Regions from separate parts of the Mus musculus genome. Here region 2 is linked to region 1. A link is a contact called in public promoter capture Hi-C data. All regions are on one chromosome and are shown on one strand. The core of a region is the stretch at or near the end of the contact, and the rest is flanking DNA. Distances in the headings are between cores, read along the strand shown.

Evidence for each region. Capture Hi-C pulls out chosen DNA fragments and counts their contacts.
Region 2: a promoter capture Hi-C map of adipose tissue shows a contact between it and region 1. The contact joins two enhancer-like sites. A contact is called at or near these places in 1 of 39 promoter capture datasets (liver), 5 of 484 Hi-C or Micro-C datasets (the AML12 cell line, the C2C12 cell line, the G1E-ER4 cell line and 1 more), 3 of 115 datasets of contacts at active chromatin or transcription factors (T-cell acute lymphoblastic leukemia, fibro-adipogenic progenitors and pancreatic cancer cells) and 4 of 9 other capture datasets (adipose tissue, embryonic stem cells, liver and 1 more).

What each region holds. Positions count from the first base shown.
Region 1 is chr15:81,018,255-81,024,162 of GRCm38.p6, forward strand. It overlaps Mrtfa (myocardin related transcription factor A), which reads right to left. Exons shown (of 14, transcript NM_001082536.2): 5 at 5,288-5,363; 6 at 4,143-4,304; 7 at 2,499-2,674; 8 at 1,911-2,060; 9 at 1-225. Among named protein-coding and RNA genes, the nearest start is that of Sgsm3, 43 kb to the left of the region's middle. Within about 2 kb of position 3,402, at least 92 of the 459 cell types and tissues checked have an H3K27ac peak or open chromatin away from gene starts, as enhancers often do. A contact at or near this core is called in adipose tissue, where this site is marked.
Region 2 is chr15:81,322,133-81,328,040 of GRCm38.p6, forward strand. It overlaps Slc25a17 (solute carrier family 25 (mitochondrial carrier, peroxisomal membrane protein), member 17), which reads right to left. Exons shown (of 9, transcript NM_011399.3): 6 at 5,085-5,230; 7 at 4,909-5,004; 8 at 1,478-1,560. Among named protein-coding and RNA genes, the nearest start is that of Slc25a17, 36 kb to the right of the region's middle. Within about 2 kb of position 3,224, at least 15 of the 459 cell types and tissues checked have an H3K27ac peak or open chromatin away from gene starts, as enhancers often do. A contact at or near this core is called in adipose tissue, where this site is marked.

The sequences.
Region 1 (5,908 bases), core at 2,152-4,651:
TTGCTGCTGCTGCTGCTGCTGCTGGTTGAGGATCTGCAGCTGCAGGAAGAGCTGCTGCTGCTGCAGGATCTTGGCATAGGAGGAGTCCATGGCGGGCGCCCCCTTGTCCTGCTTCTGGTCCGGGGGGATGTACTGGTGGTACTTGAGCTTCTTCACCTTTGGCTTCAGCTCCTTGGCCTTCTTGCTGCGCTGTGATTTCTCGCTGGCAGACTTGGGTTGGCTTTGCTGAGGGGACATGAGACATTGTATCAGGGGCCACCCCAGGGAGGCACCACTTAGGCCCATGCCCGGCATCCTCTGAGGAGCACCCACCCCTACTCTATGACACTGGCCCTATCCTAGAAGACGTGGCAGGCCAGAGGAAAGACCAATCAGATGGAGCTGTACAGGTGTCACATGACTGAGCAACATAAAAAAAAAAAAGAGGCAAAACTACAGTTGAGCTGTGTAGCGCGGCCATGCTCAAAGGGCGCCATTCAGGCCCCTGAAGAGTCCCACCTAGAAAGGAAGTGTCAGTGATTTGGAAACAAGCTCAGAAGTCGCTTGCCCAAGGCTGCACAGTGATTTTGTTCTTGATCCAGGCCAGGATGCCACAATCTTCTGTGTGTGCCCATAGGCTCCCAGCTGACACAACTGTAATAAGGCCTGGATGGGCAGGACTCAGGCCAAGAACCAAGAAAGATCAGTGGGCCATGGTCAATACCCTGCTCTTGGGGCAGGCAGAGGTAGATGAAGGCAAATAATCAGGGGGTACCAGAGAGGACTGTGGGAGCCTAGACACTTCTGAGCAGACAAAGGTGAGACAAAGGCAGAAGATGATGCAGAGATCAGGTAGAGTCTTGAACTGGTGGCCACAGGAAGGTGTGGACAGAGGTAGCCCACTAGAGGAAGATAACATGGACATGTGGCAGTAAGGAGCTGGGCTCCTGGAGCCCAAGAAGAGGTCCTGACTTTCTCAGTGTATCTGATGAGGCCACAGACCCGAAGGAAAGGTGTGGCCAAGGGCAGCCTCAGGGATGGGGGTTTGGAGGAGTTCAGAGGTGATGGTGGGGTGGTTGCCATGTTGGTGTAGGGTCTATAGGGAGGGAGCCAAGAGAATGAGAGGACAGGTAAAACTACTGGGGCTACATGGCCCTGACAATGACAATAACCCCTTTCCCAGGTGCTTCAGGGAGGAGTGCCAACAAGCAGGCTCCACAGGCAGTGGCATACCCTGCTCAGCTCAGCCAGCCTCTAACAGTGCTCTACCTGAAGGTAGTGCCTTCAGGCATAAATGCCTGGCTCACTGTGCCTGCCACGGGGTGAGTGTGCCACACCTGCTGAATCTACATTGGAGCTGAACTCCCCATATGAGGTCTGAGGAGGGTGGTGGTTTAACTTATACATAGAGGGGGCCTTCAGAGTGACTAGGACTCTGTAAGATCATCTTAGGGTAGAGCCCCAATGTCTGAATCCTGGACACTGAGCCCTACTACCATGGGCTAGTACTGTAAGCCAAGAAAAACTTCCTTTAAAAAAAATTACATTTTAATTTGTGTGTGTATGTGTGTGAATGTTACAGTGTGCATGTGGAGGTAGGAAGACAATTTGTGGGAACCTGTAAGTACAGACATCTGGAGGACCAAACTCAGGTTGTCAGGCTTAGTGGCAAATGCCTTATCCAGGTGAGCCATTTCCCTGACCCAAGCCTTTTTCTTTAATCTCTGTCCAGGCTGTGGTAGCGTGTTCCTAACAACAAAAACAGGCCAAGACAGTGTTCAGTGTCCCACGGGCAGTGCAGAGATGAGAAATACCCAGGTCACCTTGGGTCAGGTTCTTGACCGCTAGAGGATGTACCGACCCACCCCTTGCAGTCGTTCCCACAGCTAGGATGACTTCTAGCTGGGAGGACAGTGGCTGGCAGAAAATACCTTGATGAGTGTGGGAGCAGGCTTGGCAGTGGGGACGATGCTTCCATTGGCTAGGCTTGGGGGCAGCAGAGGTGCGGGAGGCAGAGGAGGCTGCTCTGCCAGAAAAAGCGTCTCTCCAGGATCCGGAGCCATTGGGAGTTGAGAAAGAACCTGGGAGGGAGGGAGGGAGGGACGAAGTAAGCACCCCCAAGTAGACTTTATCTATCCTGCCCTGCCATCCTCATGGTCAGAGGGCAAAGTGGGGTGATAGCACGTTACAAAGCCAGGCTGGCTGGGAGAGAACCAGACAGGCCAGGCAGGTGGTGGCCACATCTCTGACTGAGTGCTCTTGGATAAGCAGCCCTAGGAGAGCCAATGAGAGTGGGTGGCCAGGGCTGCAGGACCCCAACCCAGCCTCTCCTTATGCTCAGCTTGCTAGAATTGGGTCCATTGTTGGCATCTGAAATGACGGCCACACATACACATCTATCCCTCATGCATACAGTAGGACCTGCTCATACTGCCCAGGACAGAGGCCTGACTCTGGGCGGCCTTGGCAGGTAGAATTCTAGATTCTATGAGAAAGAATCTAGAAGGAGGTAATCTCACCTGAGTGGGTGATATGGAGGTGGCACTGGGCAGTGGATCACTGACTCGGGACTCCAAGGGTGATGGCACTGAACCCTGGGACTCATGGCTGGCAGGCTGCTCAGGAGACAGGGCATCGCTGCTGTCCTCGTCGAAGGAGGAACTGTCTGCTACCTTTGGGTAATTTACCTGGCCCACTGAAATGCAAAGCCAGTGTAAGACTCCTGCAGCCAGCACACAGGAAAGTAGGCAGGAAGGGCTGGCAGGACCCAGCCCTGCATCTAAGAGGTGCACAGTATAGAGAACCTAGCGAGCGCCTTGCCTTAGTGCAGAGCTCAGAGGCACAGTCAGCCTCTGGAACAGGCTTGCCAGGAGCTGTGGTTGGGCCTTCATACAAACTCCCGGTTTTGTTTTCCTACTGCTTACACTCACACAGTGAAGGCCATGAACCTGCTGCTGATAGACCACGGTGACAGCAAGTGAGCACAGCTCCTCCTTAGGGCTCAGTCCCCAAAGGCCACAACAGCCTAAGGCTCTGAGGCTATGGGGGGAGGGTCCCCACCTCACAGGTACCTGGGCTCAGTGAAAGTATGCCCTCCTTCAAAGGTCCATGAAGCCAAGACCTAGCGCCTGGGCAGCAAATATGCCAGGACAGTCCACTGCCTTGAGCGCCTAGACTGGCCCAGAACCATGTTCTGACAGCTGACAGAGTTGGCTGAAAGGGGGCAGAGGCAGGGACAGGGGCCCCAGCTGGGACTCGCAGTGGCAGTAGAGGAAAGACGGAAACCCCGGCCAGGAGGATATGTCAAGAGGCATGTCACAACCAGTGTCCACAGCTGGGGGAAGAGGTTGGGGAGAGGGGAGGACCCCAGATAAAAAGAGGAACAAGCCCACAGCCTCTTCCTCTCTAGCTGTGACCTGAGACTTTCTACAGCCCTGGGACCGAGGAGGAACATCTAAGCTTCTCTCACTGGCAGACTGCAGCCGGATGGGCTAGGACTGTGAGGGTGGGGCTTGCTTGGCCTTCTGTTCCCTCACCTGTGGCTAGACTTCACACCAATCCTACAAACAGATTTTTCTTCCTCCCAGCATGAGGACCTATTCAGAGACAGCAGCAGGGTGGGGCCAAGCACACTGAAGGGTGATCTAGCCCAGATAAGTCATAGTTCACACTGAGCTGGGCCCATCATGGAGGAAGCCACTGGCCACACTGACAGGATGGAGACCATGTGCAGGATAGCCCCACAAGTACTATTTATCCCGCTCCTGCACCCAGCCATGTCCTGGAAGCAGGGCTGGGTGGGCACCGCCCTGTGGGAGGTGATGGTCGATAGACCTTGGAGCAGGACAGATGGGCACGCTAAAGAGACAACTCAGATCTGAGGGAGGGAATGACATGGGACTTGTGCTGTGTGTCTGAAGAGACGGTGGACACCTGTGTGCGTAGATGGACATGAGTGTAGATGGATGTGGGTGGGGCCCTCAGCAGCCCACGACTCCTAAGATGAACATGGGCCTGGGTTCCACTTCCTCCCGAAAGCCTCCCCTGAACGCTTCCTCACATTTCCTCCCGGTGAATCCCTATGTCTAAACTGAAGTTCCCCCTGAACTCAGCCTCTCTTCTACACTCAGGCTACGGTCCATACAGAGTGGGAGCCTCCTCACCAATGATAGCCTCCTTCAGGCTGGACTCCACAGGCAGGATATTCTTCTCCACCAGCTCCATGGGGCCAGGCCTCTGTGCAATCTTTTCATTGAGGTCATCAGCCAGCCTGGCTCTCTTCAGCTTCAGCTGCTTGGCCTGGAGCGAAGGCTCAGCCGAGGTCTCTACATGGAAAAGAAGGGGGTTCAGAGAGATGGGAGGAAAGGTCCCAGATTCCTGGCCTAGGGCCCTTAGAGCCACAGGAGCTGACAGGAGCAGAGTGGGAACCACGCCCAGGCAGGAGTGTAGCCTGGCTTCCAGGGTCGCTGGGCAATTCTAGCCGGGCTTGACCTGAACAGCTTCTGAGGCGGGGCTGCACAGCCACAACACCAGAGCAAGAACTGCTCTGCTCCACTCAGACCTGGGCCACCAAGGCAAACTGTTCTTTGTCCTGGCTCTCGGTGGCTTCAGTGGCAAAATGTGGGGTTCTGACTTGAGAAGGTCTCCTTGAGGCTCCCAATGACCCCCAAACTAAGCAAACTAAAATAGGCACATACGTGGTACTCTCTGGAGCCCAACTTCTCCTTTCAAACACTATAGAAAATGAATCCTATAGCTAACCACAGGAACGAAAAGTATAGCTGGGTGAGTATGGCTGCCATCATAGGTGCTTAGGTAATACCAGTGGGGGAGTGAGTGAGCAAGTGAAACCCAAACAAACTGCAGTGTTTGGGAGAGAAAGGGGCTCCATCCCAGCAGATAGAGACCATGACCATGCTATCCCAGTGGGTGGTGGACCCAGAAGGGTCATGTTAGGCCGGGCGTGGTGGCGCATGCCTTTAATCCCAGCACTCGGGAGGCAGAGGCAGGTGGATCTCTGAGTTCAAGGCCAGCCTGGTCTACAAAGTGAGTTCCAGGACAGCCAGGGCTACACAGAGAAACCCTGTCTTGAAAAACCAAAAAAAAAAAAAAAAAAAAAAAACCAAAAAAAAAAAAAGGGTCATGGCAACCCAGGCTTCTCACGAACTCCCGTAAGACAGTAACAGCCACACACGTGTCTGACTGTAAAGCCAACAGTTGGCTCTGCTAGCAGAAGATGGACAAGAGCAGAGAGTGGGAGGGCACAGAACTACAATGCACGTGCAGCGGGGAGGTACAACTCACACACCTTCCAGAATGTGCATCCTGACCAGCTCTGCTCTCTCGGGCCGGGAACGGATCTTCCGTTTCAAATAGTCCTCGGTCTGTGGAAAAGCGCACCAAGAAACTCTCAAGGCTGGGACAGAAGCTTATGAGTGGACAGGACCACAAAACATGATTTGGCTGTAGTGGCTGCCACTGTCCACCTCAGCAGCTTGGTGACTGCAGGGTCCTGAGGCAAGGCGGATATCAAAGTACACATCAGCTTGCAGCTGCATCTCTCAGGCCACCGCTGTATGTATTTAAAACTTAATACTTACACTACTTAAAATCAGAAAACAAGACAGTCACCTATTTCATGTCAGCAGAGCAGTGAGTCTGCTGTCTCCAGCCCTTCTTTCATGGAGTTTGGTTCTGCAGAGGAGTAATCACTGTGGATGCAATTTTATGTCCTGTTTCAAAAACCTCGCATTGCGTGATCTCAAGAGTCTTTTCAATTCAGTCTGAATGACTGCCAAATGCAATACTAATTTTGATACATGGTGTCAGAGCTCTAGTTCCTTAAAGTCCCATGTCCTCATTTCTGCATTCATCAGATGCTGGGAGAACTACACCACTCCCTCAGCAGCACCGAGCCCCCGCCGCTGAA
Region 2 (5,908 bases), core at 1,974-4,473, 300 kb after region 1:
AGAAATCCTGACTTGAAAAACTAAAAAGATGAAACAATGGAAACTGGGTTTCTCGGTAGCATCGCAGTATTCCATATGTTCAACAACTCGATGCAGCTGGTCACAACCCGCCTGGACAGTGCAGGTGTTTCCATCACTACAGAACACGCTACGGCAGGATGGCAGTCATTCATGTGGCTCTGCCCCTCTCTAGTACTGGGCAAACTGCTTTCTCTAAATCTGTTTCTTGATTTGCAAAATAGGAATATAATTGCTTTTCTACAGGGCTGAGTGAGGACCAAACAAGACAAGAAACGAGATGTGAAAACAGTTAATTTGCAAATTATAGGACCTCATCAATTTCCAATTGAGAACATCTTAGTTAAAGCTCTTAGCGACGGCCATCTTTCTTAACCTTCTCAGTGCTGGAGAAAATTTAATTGCTGTCATTCTTGAGGGTCAACTGGCAATGTCTAAATCTATAATTTTTGAAATTATAAAATATCAGAATTTCATGTGTTCTAATTCTCTTAACTAGGTAATTCCACATAAAGGGATTTCTTTACAATTATGATTACTTAATTGTACAAGGCTCAGTTTAGAGTCTTCACTCAGCAATGTCTATAAAGACCCTTCAGACGGCCTGGACACTCTGCAGTAGCTGCCTGGTGAATAAATCACAGTGGATTACATCACAGGAAGTCAGTACAAGTCTACAATTGTCAATGGGAAGGGGTGGGTGTGATGTCAAGGTTATAAAAAGGAGATGAGGCAAGACTGCCTCAAGTGTGAGACTAGCCTGGTCTACTTGGCAAGTACTAGGCCAGTCAGGGCTACACTGCAAGCTCTGCCTCTAAAAAGTAAAATCAAAATAGTAAGATGTATAATACACACACATACACACACTGAAGACATACTGAAATATATGTTTTGTATAATTCTCTAGAAATGTGAGTGCTTTACAGTGACTACCCCTTAAGAGAGGAACGAGAGGGATTTTTTTTAAATTTATGTATATATGTAACTTTTACTGATATTTAACTGGCTTTATATTGGTTGAGTTTTTTATTTTATTAATTTTTGAGACAAGTCTTACTATGTGGCTCTGGTTGGCTTAGAACTTGCTCTGTAGATCAGGCTGGCCTCAAACTCACTGAGATCTGCCTGCCTCTTCTTTATTTTTCTTGGTCCTAGCGTTTGAACCCAGGGCCACGCACAGGCTAAGCACAGGCTCCACCACCCAGCTCCACTCCCAGCCTGGGGCTCCCTTCCCAATGGAGCCCTGTATTTATAACTAGCAAAGGATAAAGAGCTGAACTTTTCTGAAATCCCCTGAACTGCTGAAATCACACTAAGCTCCTAAACTGAGAGAAACCTGAACACAAAGGAGAGGTGTCTGAAGCTGCAGCTGCGTGAGCTAAAGCAAGAACAGCACAGGTAGCCCCCCCCCCCCCCCCCCCCCGCAAAGGAGGCTGCTGAGAGGGAGAGCAGAGCTCACTTGACTCGCTGGTGAAGAAGAGAGAGAACATTCCGAAGACTTCCCAGGGTCCTGTTTTCTGGGTTCAGTCTATGACGTCCAAACTGGGATGAAAAGAGGAAAAAAAAGATAATTACTATTTATTACTGTTTTACCTTAATTTTGTTTTTAAAAAAGATTTATTTTTATTTTAATCATGTACATATGTGTGTGTGAGAGTATGGATATATGCACGTTTGCACGCCAGTGCCTTGGTCCCGAGGAGCTGGAGTCATGGAAGGCGGTGAACCTCTCCACGGGAATGCTGCACAAGTGGATTTGGGTCCTCTGCTCTAAACCACTCATCTCTCCAGCCCCTCTTCATCTTAATCTCTACTTAGGAAATTACACTGGTGTAACATCTCATAACACAGCATCCTGTTGATAAAAAGTATCCAACTAGGATCATAGAGTTTATTAATCTTCTTTTTCAATTAAGCAAATCAAAATAAAAGATATTTTTCAATAAAGAATAGATTCCCTCAACACTAAACTACATCCTCAGCATGGGGACTTTCACCTTTACAAAGAGTTATGGAATAACTTGATCAGCAAGGATTAAAACAAAACAGAAGCACATGCCCGGGGTGATACACAGATGTGTGTAGGGGGGGAGGGGTAACTTCCAGGTCTTTAAGACATTCTCCTTGGTAACATAACCACTGATCAGTCAGAGCACCCACAAACAACACTCTTCAAATCATATATTAGGACTATGTTAAAAGCATTAATGTGAACTATAGTGAAATCCTTTCCATCAAGAGCCAATTTCACCAAAAATAGCACATTAGCAAAAACACTTTTCATAGAAAGTAGAGTTTTTAACTGAGACACCACCTTCATTTTCTTGAGCAATAAATCTTTCAAATGTTCTTTCTAGAACAGATTTTTTTAAAAAAAGGATTTATTTATTATTATACATAAGTATACTGTAGCTGTCTTCAGACACACCAGAAGAGGGCATCAGATCCTATTACAGATGGTTGTGAGCCACCATGTGGTTGCTGGGATTTGAACTCAGGACCTTCAGAAGAGCAGTCAGTGCTCTTACTCACTGAGCCATCTCGCCAGCCCCTCTAGAACAGCCTTTTAACAGTATTTTTGTAGTGCTGGGGATCGAACCCAGGACCTTGCACATGCTAAGTAAGCAACACACTAAGCCCCAGCACAGACCCTGAATTTGTCCACACCCTATCTATCTCCATTGCTGCTAACCTAGCCTAGGCTACCATGCCCTCACCTAGATTACTAAAATGGTCTCTTACCTGATTGGCCCTCTTTTTCTTTCTCTTTAGCCTGGGAGGGGTGGGGTGGGGTGTAAAATAACTTTTATTTTCCTGTTGTAATTGTTCCTTTCCTAACCTATGCCTAGTCTGGAAGCTTCTAGCCTCAGTACAATCTAATCTAGGCCTAGAATGTTTTCAGCCTCGGAGACTTGCTGTTGAATAAGCTCACCTTTTTTTGCTCGTTCTAATTCAACTCAGCTGTTCTGGCTCAAACTCCTCTTCCAGCTGACTTACTCAATCTGACTTTTCTCTTGGCCTCTGAATTCTCCTTGGCCTCAAACTACCTCTAGCAATCTGTCCTAGTCTTCTGGCTCCTTCTTATTCTCTTGCTTGTTCTCTCTTCAATCTGTCTGTAAAACTCTCCTGGTAAAGCTGCCTCCCTCTCCCTCTCTGTGCTGCTCTACTCTCCCTCTCAACTCTACTGCACTGCTCTCCACGAACTCGACTGTATTCCTGGACTGTATTTTCTTCCTCCTGTTCTTTCTCTCTCCCTTAAGCAGCTTCTCTTTCCTCTCTCATCTCTTGAGAATTGGGCATATTCCATCCTGTCAAATCTTTTTCTGGCTTGTTTGTCTGATACTTAATTAGACATAGTATTTTTAAACACGCTGCTTCCTTCTACAAACTAACTTCACCTTTATTGTTTGAGATTAAAGGTGAGGTCCAAAGGCCAGTCTGTATTCCAACCAGGGGATTAAAGGTGTGTGCCAAGGGCTGAGCCACACCACAACTAGAAACAGGTTCAAATAGCCTGTGAAAGTGGAGGATGCACCTGTGTGCATGTGGAGGTGAAGTAGGGGCCTCTGTCGCCTTCTTCTCTTGATCCCTGCCTTCATGCCACAAGATGGTCACTGACACAGAAGCTTGTCATTTTGGCTAGGCTGGCTGGCGAGCCAGCTTTCAAGATCTGCCTGCCTCTACTCCCATACTTCCCCAACCCCATGTTGGGGTTACAGGCACAGGAAGCCATGCCTGACTCTTTACAAAGGTGCTAAAGATTTAAACTCAGGGTCATATATTTCAGAGCAAACACTCTTATCCAGACTCTCCCCGTCAGCTGATCAATACACTGCAGAAGAGCCACACAGGCCTTTCAGAATCATGCTACGTCCCACCTTAAAAGTCCCCAGAGGCTAACTGCTGGGCTGAGAATAAAATCTTGCCATCGGCTTTCCTCACTTACAGCTACCTTTCCTGTAATTATTCTAGCTTCCTGCTGGGCAAGCCACTCCTGGCCACAGAGGCCCCCTTCAGTTCTAAGACAAGCAAGTCTTGCCGGCTCTCTCCCTCTTAGCCAGCACAAGCTTCACAACCCCTTGCATCTTGACTTCAGTGTGCTTCTCAGGAGAGCTGGAAACCCAGCCCAATCGCCCAGAAGGAACCCCACTGCTCCTCTTCAGTAAGCCAGGGCTGCTCATGTCCCGAACAGCTGACTCAGACTGGAATAATTACCTGGTGCTTTCACTTGCTGTCTCCATGAGGACAGGGACTACACTGTACCCCCAGCTTCTCAGAGTGTCTAAAAATGTCTGAATGTGTAAACAACCAAATGTCTGGAAATCTGAAGTGCTTTGAAACAGTTTAATTGTTAACTATCCATGAATGAACTATAGAAGCTAACCTCTGGGGGCTGGAGAGATAGCTCAGTGGTTAAGAGCACTGACTGCTCTTCCAAAGGTCCCGAGTTCAAATCCCAGCAACCACATGGTGGCTCACAACCACCGGTAATGAGATCTGACTCCCTCTTCTAGGGTGTCTGAAGATGGCTACGGTGTACTCACAAATAAATAAATAAATCTTTAAAAAAAAAAGTTAACCTCTGATTTTATCAAGGATCATCAAGGCAAACAACGTGAATGAGAAGAGACCCTGGGGTGTCCTGAGTCCTTGAGGAATCTTTCCACACATATGGTTTTTCTGAGACCATATATTACTAAGAAATTCCAATGTAACCCTCATTCCACGTCATGCAGAAAGTCAGGCTAAAGCCTGGCTAGCAAAACATCGCACAGAGAGGAAAATGGGCAGAACCACACAGGCTACACACCACCTGCATCACTGCCTTTACGACTTTAGGACGTAATTTAGGTGTCACTGGCCTTACTTTAGGAGAACCCCAGGACTCACCCTCAGAATTGACTGTACCGTCTGCATGGGATAGGTGACTGTGGTGGCAATCGCTTTGGCTATTGCGCCAATGATGAACACATCCAGAGAAGAGAGCTGGAAAGCAGAGGAGGGACCATTTTAATCAAACGAGGAAACAGGCATTCCTTTTAGACAATTTTAAAGTTAGGGATTACCTTCATCCGTTTCTTTAGAAGCTGCCGTTTTAAGCCTTCATAGAACATGAATTGGATGGCAGGGTTGAAGACCAACAGCAAGGAGGGGAAGGTGCCATTCCACAGAGCCAAGATCCCTTCATCTCGAATAATCTGGTGGAATGCATCTAAGCAAGAAGTCAGGCTTTTGCAAAGCACCATGACAGTGCCCTAACTAGAAAAGACATTTATTCTGTTCAAATGGGCCCAGATAGAAACTATCCTCTCAATAATATTTTGGGGGCAGATTTCCTACTTAGGTACTTTTCTGTTCATCTGTCTTTGCTTTTGTTTTTAAAGATGTTCGTGCTATGTATCCCAGTATAGCCTTGAACACTGTATCTTCCTGCTTCAGACAACAGGAGTGGGCTGCCATGCACTGGAGTTAACTATTTTTTAAATAACCATCAGAATGTGATGCCAACTTCCATCACATGAACTTTGCCTGATACTGCTGCACTGTCAGCACATCTGGGAACTGTGTACTGTACAGAAATGTGAACTGTAAACCATGTGTTCCACACGGCCAACCATAGCACAAGGTAAGATCTTTTCTTGAAATCTATGACCAACGATTTACAAGAAAACTATTTCTGCCCGGGCGGTGGTGGTGCACGCCTTTAATCCCAGCACTTGGGAGGCAGAGACAAGCGGATTTCTGAGTTCGAGGCCAGCCTGGTCTACAAAGTGAGTTCCAGGACAGCCAAGGGCTACACAGAGAAACCCTGTCTCGAAAAAAACAAAAACAAAAAAACAAAAAACAAACAAAAAAAAAGAAAATGACCTCTGTTACAAACAAAAATGCA